2 separate regions of the Bos taurus genome follow, and region 2 is linked to region 1. The links are chromatin contacts, called in public Hi-C maps. All regions are on one chromosome and are shown on one strand. Each heading gives the region's core, a stretch centred on a gene start, on an enhancer-like site or on the middle of the called end of the contact. The rest is flanking DNA. Distances are from core to core; before and after follow the strand shown. Region 1 holds the start of CAPZB (capping actin protein of muscle Z-line subunit beta). Region 2 overlaps CAPZB (capping actin protein of muscle Z-line subunit beta).

The links. Hi-C and Micro-C count contacts between places; a contact is called where the count stands out from the background.
Region 2: a contact with region 1 is called in a Hi-C map of skeletal muscle, with 2.1 times the contacts expected there. The contact joins the enhancer-like site here to the promoter of CAPZB in region 1. A contact is called at or near these places in 2 of 11 Hi-C or Micro-C datasets (liver and skeletal muscle).

The regions. Positions count from the first base shown.
Region 1 is chr2:133,200,959-133,204,985 of ARS-UCD2.0, forward strand. CAPZB (capping actin protein of muscle Z-line subunit beta) reads left to right here and starts at 1,446. Exons shown (of 9, transcript NM_176648.4): 1 at 1,446-1,602. The coding sequence starts at 1,513.
Region 2 is chr2:133,241,336-133,244,994 of ARS-UCD2.0, forward strand. All of the region lies in intron 1 of CAPZB (capping actin protein of muscle Z-line subunit beta), which reads left to right. Among named protein-coding and RNA genes, the nearest start is that of CAPZB, 41 kb to the left of the region's middle. Within about 2 kb of position 1,751, at least 33 of the 102 cell types and tissues checked have an H3K27ac peak or open chromatin away from gene starts, as enhancers often do. A contact at or near this core is called in liver and skeletal muscle, where this site is marked.

The sequences.
Region 1 (4,027 bases), core at 196-2,695:
CCGGGTTTGGGGCCCCGCCCCCCCTCGCCGCGCTCCATACTTGGCGATCGCCGAGGCCTTGCGCGCTCATTGGCCGACAGCCGGCTGCGTGGGGGGCGGGCCCAGGCCGGGCAGAGGCGGGGAAGGAAGGAAGGCGGCGGCGGCGGCGGCTCGGCGCGGGGGGAGGGGGCGCTGACCCGGATGTTCACTCTCGGGCACCCGGGGAAGTGGAAGCGCCGGGCCCTGCTGCGGGGGGAGAGCCACAGACGCCGGGACCGGGAGCGCCGCCGCCGCCGCCGCCGCCATGGTAAAGGCCTGATGGCCCCCGCCCCGGCCCGGGGCCCCGCCGGGGCTCGGACCCCTCCCGCCGCCCGGCCCGGCCCGCTGAGGGTGGGCTCCCCGGGTGGGGGAGGGGCGCGCCCGGAGCCCGGGGGGACCCCCTCCGGCTCTCGGGAGGGGGCCCGGCTGGGGGCGACCCCGGCGCCCGCCGCTGCTTCCAGCTGGACTCCACGTCCGAGTCCAGGCTGCCCTCTCCCGTAGCCCGTGCCAGACCCTTCTGGACCCGTGGTCCCGGCCGGGCACCCCCTTCGGAGACCCAGGCGTGGTCCCTCTTCCCCCCGGACCGGCCCGGCCTAGGCCCCCATACCCTGTCCCTCCGGCCCAGGCTGGGCTGTCGCTTCTTCCTCTTCCAGCCCAGGCTAGGCCTCTGTCCCCGTGCCCCCTTCTCCATGGCCTCAGTCCTCCGTCCTCCCTTCTCCGTGGCCACTGTCCGGACCCCCAATTCTCCCCTTCTCCGTGGCCTCTGCCTCCTTCTCAATGGCCTCTGTCCCCCGTCCCCCCTTTTCCATGGCCTCTGTCCCCGTCTTTCCCCCTTCTCCATGGCCTCAGTCCGGACCCCCGTTCGCCCCTTCTCCATGGCTCTAGCCCACATTTGCTCCCCTCCGTTCCGCGGCCTCAGCCTGGCTCGTCTCCTCCCTCCGCGGTCTCAAGTCTGGACCGCACTCCTGCGCTCCGGGCCCTCGCCCGGACGTCACCCCCTCCGCGCCCGCCGTCCCCCTTCCCCGGACTTCTCACCGCCCGGCCTGCGTCGGCCCCACTCTGTCCTGGGCTTGGGCCCCTCTCCCCCGCCCGGGGGCCCCCGACCCAGGTGGTCCTCTCACGTCCTCCCGGGGCGCGCCCTCCTTGCCGCCAGTGGGAAACGAAGGGCGCCCCCCGGCCCTGTTGGGGACGCGATCCCGGGGTTGCGCGGTGCTCCGGGCAGCGAGCGGGCGAGGGCAGGGCGGGCATCAGTGTGTCCGGAAGGCAGCGCGGCGCCCCGCGGGCCCTCCCCCGCGACCGCCGCCTGGGCGCCGGGGGGCGCGGGACTAGCGGAGCGCTCTGTCGGGGTCCGCAGGGCGCCTGGGGTGTGCGCGCGAGCCGAGGGGTGAGGGCGGGGGAGCCGCGGGGCCGGGGATGAGCGCACAATCGCTCTTGTGAGGCCGCCGCCTTTGGGGGCCCCCCCGGGCTCCGAGGCCAGCAGACGGCCCGGACACGATGCACCCCTGCAGACGCAGCCTCCCTTTCCCCCTCAACTGTCAACTCGTGAAGGTTGGAACTGCAGATTATGGAGGTGCCTCGGACCAGGTGAGCCGCCGCTGGCTCCTCTCTGCTGTTTGTTTTGGTAATGAAGGCAGCTGCTCGGCGCTGCCGAGGTTTCACCTAGGCCCCCCATCGGCCAGCCCTCCACTTTTGGAACCTTCTTGCCGGGCAGGCCCAGCACCCAGATTGGAAGGGCCAGAGGGCTTCTGCCTCAAGTGGCCAAGGAGCCTTGGGCGAGTGGACTGAACGTTCAGGCTGGGGGCAGGCAGATGTTTGCATGTGGACTTTGGGCCCCAAAGGGTTTTGAGCTCTCGGTTCCTTGTTTAAGGAAGAGATGTTGCTGCTGAACTAGGGTGACTAATTCAGAGCAGCTCGGTTTTTTCTTAACGCCTTCCTGTATGGTGATGATGAAAAACGTGGTCCTTGTGATTGGCCTTCTCTGATAGCATCGGTGGAGAACTGACTGCAGGGGAGGTGGCCCAACCCCAGGCCTGGGTGGGGAAGGACTTCTCCAGGACAGTTCTGGGTGAGGACTCAGAGGGAGGTTTTGTACATTTGCTGTTAGGGCAGAGGCGGGGAGGAGGGTTGGCGTGGCCAGTGGACCTGCTCACGGCAGCATCTCTGGCTGTTTGGGGGTCGGGTGCAGTGGGGAGCATCTTGCCTTGGCCTGAGCCCCAGAGGTGATGGAAGGATGCCTGTAATGACCCAGAAGGGACCGGATGATACTTGAGGCTCCTGAGCATCCTGTATTTGGGTCTTACTTAGATAATCTGAAAGGATCATGGGAGGAGTGGCGGGAAAAGGCCTTTTCTGGAAGGGTGGGTGGGGCTACTAGGTGCCAGGCCCTTAACCCACCCAGGGCCTTGTGAGGCAGTTACTGTCCCCATTTTACACGGGAAGAAGCTGGGGTTCAGACAGTGGGATAACTTAAGTAAAGATGCTGTTTAGTTGACAGAGGGCTCTGACTGCATCCTTCCCATTGTCCCAGGCTGCTTGTGTGTTGAGGATGTGAAGGACACTGTTTAGAAAACAGTGAGGATGGTCATTCAGATATGGGGAGGGGGGAGCAGCACTGACTGGCTACTGACGCGGTCCTGGTCGTTTGCACAGGGATATCGTTTCATAGTGAAACAGTGATGATGTGATGCAGGCTTACTTGACGTGAACTCTCTCAGGGCAGGGAGTTTTGTTTTTTGTTTTGCCTGTCTATATCCCTGGGGCCTAGAACAGTACCTGGCACTGAAGGAAATAGCTCGGAGTGTTTCCTTTTGGGGCGTGTCTTGAACTTAGCCATTTGGATTTCATTCTCATGGTCTTAATAACTTGTTCTTAGTATCCCCCTAGGCTTGTAAGTAATTTCTGACTGCTTATTGTTCAGTTTCTTCCTTGCTTGAATATTCTGACTAATAAACCAACATAGACCAGTTGGGATAGGGCAGAAATGGTGGTGTAGGGTTGCATAATAGGTAAATTAATTAAGACCATTGTGTTTTTTATTTTCGTAGGTTTGATGGTAGAGAAACCAGCTAGTTCTCAGTTATCTAACTTAGAAGGAAATAGCAGTTTGAGAATCTAAAATACTTTGGACTTTGGAGAAAATGCCATGATTTTTGTTGGCATCAGTTATAAATGCATAGGCAAATAGAATTTCTTTGCATTCTCTTAGCAGGTAATAATCTCACTATTGTAAGTGCTTTATAGTTACAGAGCACTTTTCCTTGCCCAGCTCTAACTTCTAATGTAGGAATTATTGTTAATTTAGAATTATGATTCTGGTGCTGGGTGGTGGGGCTGCAGCACGCAGGGATGGGCCGGGCCCCCTCCGGAGTTGTCCCTCCAGCTCCCACATGGTTTGGCCTGACAGGAGAGGAGAGGAGAAGCCTGTTGTACTGTGACAAGGGGAAACCATACTGTTGGTGTCTTGGCTGGTCTCCTGTAGGTGAGACACACAGCTCAGACCCCACATGTATATACAGCCTTGTTCATTTCAACCCAGCTGGATGTTCTTTGGTGGAATCCTTCAAAAAAGTGGCCCACGGTTGATCAGTTGGCTTGAGATGAAGGAGATACTAAACCATCTGACTGAAGCACATATTCCTGTTTATAACCCAGAACTCCTATTCTTTTATGTCCCCTGGGGGAGGGGAGGGGACAGATGACTGGCGCACAGGGAAATGGTGGCTGGGCAGGTCCTTTGAACATTGAGACTCTTGCTTCTTAGGGAAATGCATGCCATCAAGCAGAGTGGGGTGTGAGGGGGTGCTGGGAGCTAACAGGTAAGATTAATACACTGTACACAGCATGCGTATGAGGGGCTTTCTGTGTGCTGGTCTGTGTACTGGGGACAGGATCATACAGTGAACAAGACAGACAGGTCCATGCCTTCACAGCTTGCGTTACTTGGCCGGGAGGCATGTCACTCTTACCTGAAGTTTAAGGAAGCAGAGCCTTGATTAATATAGCTGCGAAC
Region 2 (3,659 bases), core at 501-3,000, 41 kb after region 1:
TCAATCAGTGGGGCTGTAATTTGAGAGAGCGCATTCAGGATTAGAATTTTATGTCTGGAAAACAAAGCGTAATTTCTACACAGTACAAACCCTAGAGGGTAAAGTTAACAGAATCCAATTGGCAGGTGGATCATAGACTTTTTAGAGATTGAGAAATACTTTTATAAAAAATTTGGAAAGTTCTGAAAAATAGATAAAAGGAGAAAAAGAATCTCTTAATCTCCCTACCCAAAGAAAAACACTGCTGACGTTTTCACTTACTGTTTCTCTCCAGGATTTGGACATCTTTTTCTTAGTTGAAAAAGAAACTAAGAACTTTTTCTTAGTTGAAAAGCTTCCCTTGTGGCTCAGCTGGTAAAGAATCTGCCTGCAATGCGGGAGATCTGGGTTTGATCCCTGGGTTGGGAAGATCCCCTGGAGAAGGGAAAGGACTGTATAGTCCATGGGGTCACAAAGAGTTGGACACGACTGAGCAACTTTCACTCACTTCTTAGTTGAGGTTAAATTTTTATATCCGACTTTGCTAATTTAACATAAGATAATTGCCCCATGTTTTTAAGAATGCCCTGGGCTTCCGTGATAGTTGGTAAAGACTCTGCCTGTAATGCAGGAGACCCCAGTACAGTTCCTGGGTTGGGAAGATCCTCTGGAGAAGGGAAAGGCTACCTACTCCAGTATTCTGGTCCGGAGAACTCCATGGACTGTAGAATCCACGGGGTCACAAAGAGTCAGACGTGACTGAGCAGCTTTCACTTTCACTTAAGGATGCTCTTCACAGACATGGCAATAATACATACTATTTGATCATTTTCCTGTTGTTGGGAAGTTATTTCTCTTTTTTGGCAGCAAAATGGTGGGCGTATTTGTGCATAAATGTGAGTGATTTCTTAGGTTAGATCCTAGAAGGGTAGGAGCACTGCAGAAGCTTTGGATATATAGTTGCCAGTTGCTGTCTCTGTGAAAGGGCCTCTCCTGCGCCCTCAGGCAGCCCGCTTGCCCTTCTCCAGTCTGTGGTCCTTGTGCCTTTTGCGTGCGCCTGGTCTCCACTCCCCTCTTCCGATGGCTTGCTGTCACGTTCCTCTTTGTAATGTTGGCCCGTCTCTTCTTAGCTCCAAGGACGCCCAGGGGGTGGCACCTTGTCGGGGCAGCTCGTGGCCTCTGCTGAATGAGAGCAGTGTTCCCAGCTGTCCTGCTCTGCAGCCTCCTGAGCCCCGTGGGGCACGTGGGTGGTCGGGCCAGGCCTCTGTCTCCTCGGCCGCTTGTCTGAGGCCAGCTGGCAGCTCCACCCGAGCCCCATGAGCCGCCTTTCAGGGGCCAGTGCTCTCCTGCATCCTGTGTACACTGGGCCTGAGACACACACACACGCACATACACACACACAGAGATACACACACAGACAGCCAGTGCTCTCGTGCATCCTGTGTACTGGGCCTGACACACACACGCACACACACACACACACACCCCCCCCCCCCAGTGTTCTCCTGCATCCGGTGTACACTGGGCCTGACACACACACACACACACACACACACACACACACACAGTGCTCTCCTGCTTCCTTGTACACTGGGCCTCACACAACACGCCCGCACACACACGCACACACACACACACACACACACAGAGTGCTCTCCTGCTTCCTTGTACACTGGGCCTCACACAACACGCACGCCCTGTTACCTGCTCAGCCTCCCCGGGCAGGCTGCTTGTCCAGTGATCCTGAGAGGCCGCCAGCTTCCTGTGTTCCTGCTGCATGGTCTTGCCATGTGCTCCCGAGAGGAGCCGGGCATGGAGCCGGGCGGAGGCGGGGCAGCCCTGGGGCCTGCAGACCTGCTGGCTCTGGCGTGTGTGTGTTTTCTTTTCCAGCTGCTTCATAGAGGTGTGACTTCCATATCATAAAATGCCCTGGTTTTAAGCGAATCATTCAGTTTTCCAAATTTTTTTAGTACAGAGTCATGGCACCATCTTGCAGTCCAGGGGGTGGACAGTGTTTCTATCAGCCCAGAAAGTTCCTGCGTACCATGTGCGGCTGCTCCCGTGTCCCACCCCTGCCACCACAGACCTTTCTGGACCTTTCATACATGTGGCCTCATACGGATTATTCCTTTAAAAGGAGTTATATGATTATGAAGGTAATGCCTGTTGGGGAACATCTGGAAGAAGGGACGCCAAGTCATCATTGGTAATGACCTTTGGGGAGTAGTTGCCTCTGGGTGGTGGGATTATGGGAGGAGCCCTTTTCTCTTTTTAGCCTTTATTTATTTAAGTATTGGGCTGCGTTGGGGCTCAGCTGAGGCACGTGGCTCTTCCTTGCGCCCCCGGGGATCTCTCTTTGGGAGCACGTGTTCTGTAATTGAGGCATGCTGGCTCAGTTGCTGCAGAGCATTGGCTTTAAGTTGCTCCAGAGCCTGTGGGATCTTAGTTCCCCCACCAGGGTTCGAACCCTCATCCCTTTATTGCAAGGCAGAGTCTTAACCACTGGACCACAAGGGCAGTCCCTGTAGGAGGAGTTTTCATTCTCTATAATGCTTGAGTCTTTTTACAGCAAGCCAGTATTAATATTTGCAGTCAGAAGAAAAAGGTAAAGGGAAAACGGCGCATGCTGCACGTGTGGAAAATGCAGACACCAAAAAAGCATAAAGAGGATGAAAAAATAACGGCCACTCAGAATTCCCCTCTCATGGAGAAAACCACCTTTTACTCCTTTGCGTTTTGCAGCTTTCTCTAAGCACATTTTAAAATACAGCTTTCACGTTTTAAACTTTGCGCCCTGCTTTTATCACAGAAGTCTTTCCCCACTTAACGTAAAACATCTTTGCAAAACTTCCTGTTAATGATTTTCAGTGGTTCTAGTCTTAATGGTTGTACCATAATTTACTTACACAGGGTGCTTTTTACTTTTTTGCTAATATAAATAATGCTAAATCAAATGTCTGTGAAAAGCTTTGTCTAAGACCTCTGCCACATTCTGGAGCAAGGGTTTTGTACCCAAACAAAAACTTTTTCTCCCATTTTGAAACTGCTCTTGCAAAATTGCTTTCCAGAGTTCTCTGAATTTCACCTGCTCCTTGAAATGACTGGCTTCGATCCCAGCATTTCCAGGAGGTGGCTCTTTACCACAGGGTGTGACGCAGGGCCGGAAGTGTCAGGGAAGTGAATGAAGAGCCGAGCCAGGACCCACAAAGGCTGGCAGTGCCCTTAGGAGCCAGGACATCGTCTGTGTCCACGAAATGTTATCATCTGGACCAGGTTTAGGCACGTTGTGTTTTCTGTAAATAGTCCTTTTAAAATTTGTCCTTGGCTTTCAGCAGAGGTTCTTTAAAGTCTGAACAGAGGGTTTAAGCCTGGGATGTTGGAGGGCGGGGGTTGGGAGGGAATCTGTGAAGCCACCAGGTACCTTACTCACTGTGGTCTGCACGTCCTTTCCTGGGGAGACGGCCTCTGACTCGTCACTGCTTTCGCTGTGGCCTCACAGAGGGCAAGGCCCGTGCGGCCCTGTGGGTTTGGGGTCTCCCTCCCCAGGGAAGGTCTGGTGCACCCTGACGCCGCAGCCGCCGCGTGTCCACGGCGTAGTCTTCGCCAGGTAACCCGGCCCCGCTGCGCTTCAGTGTCCGCGTTTGTGAAGAGCTGGGCGCGCTGGGGGCATCCCATTCACA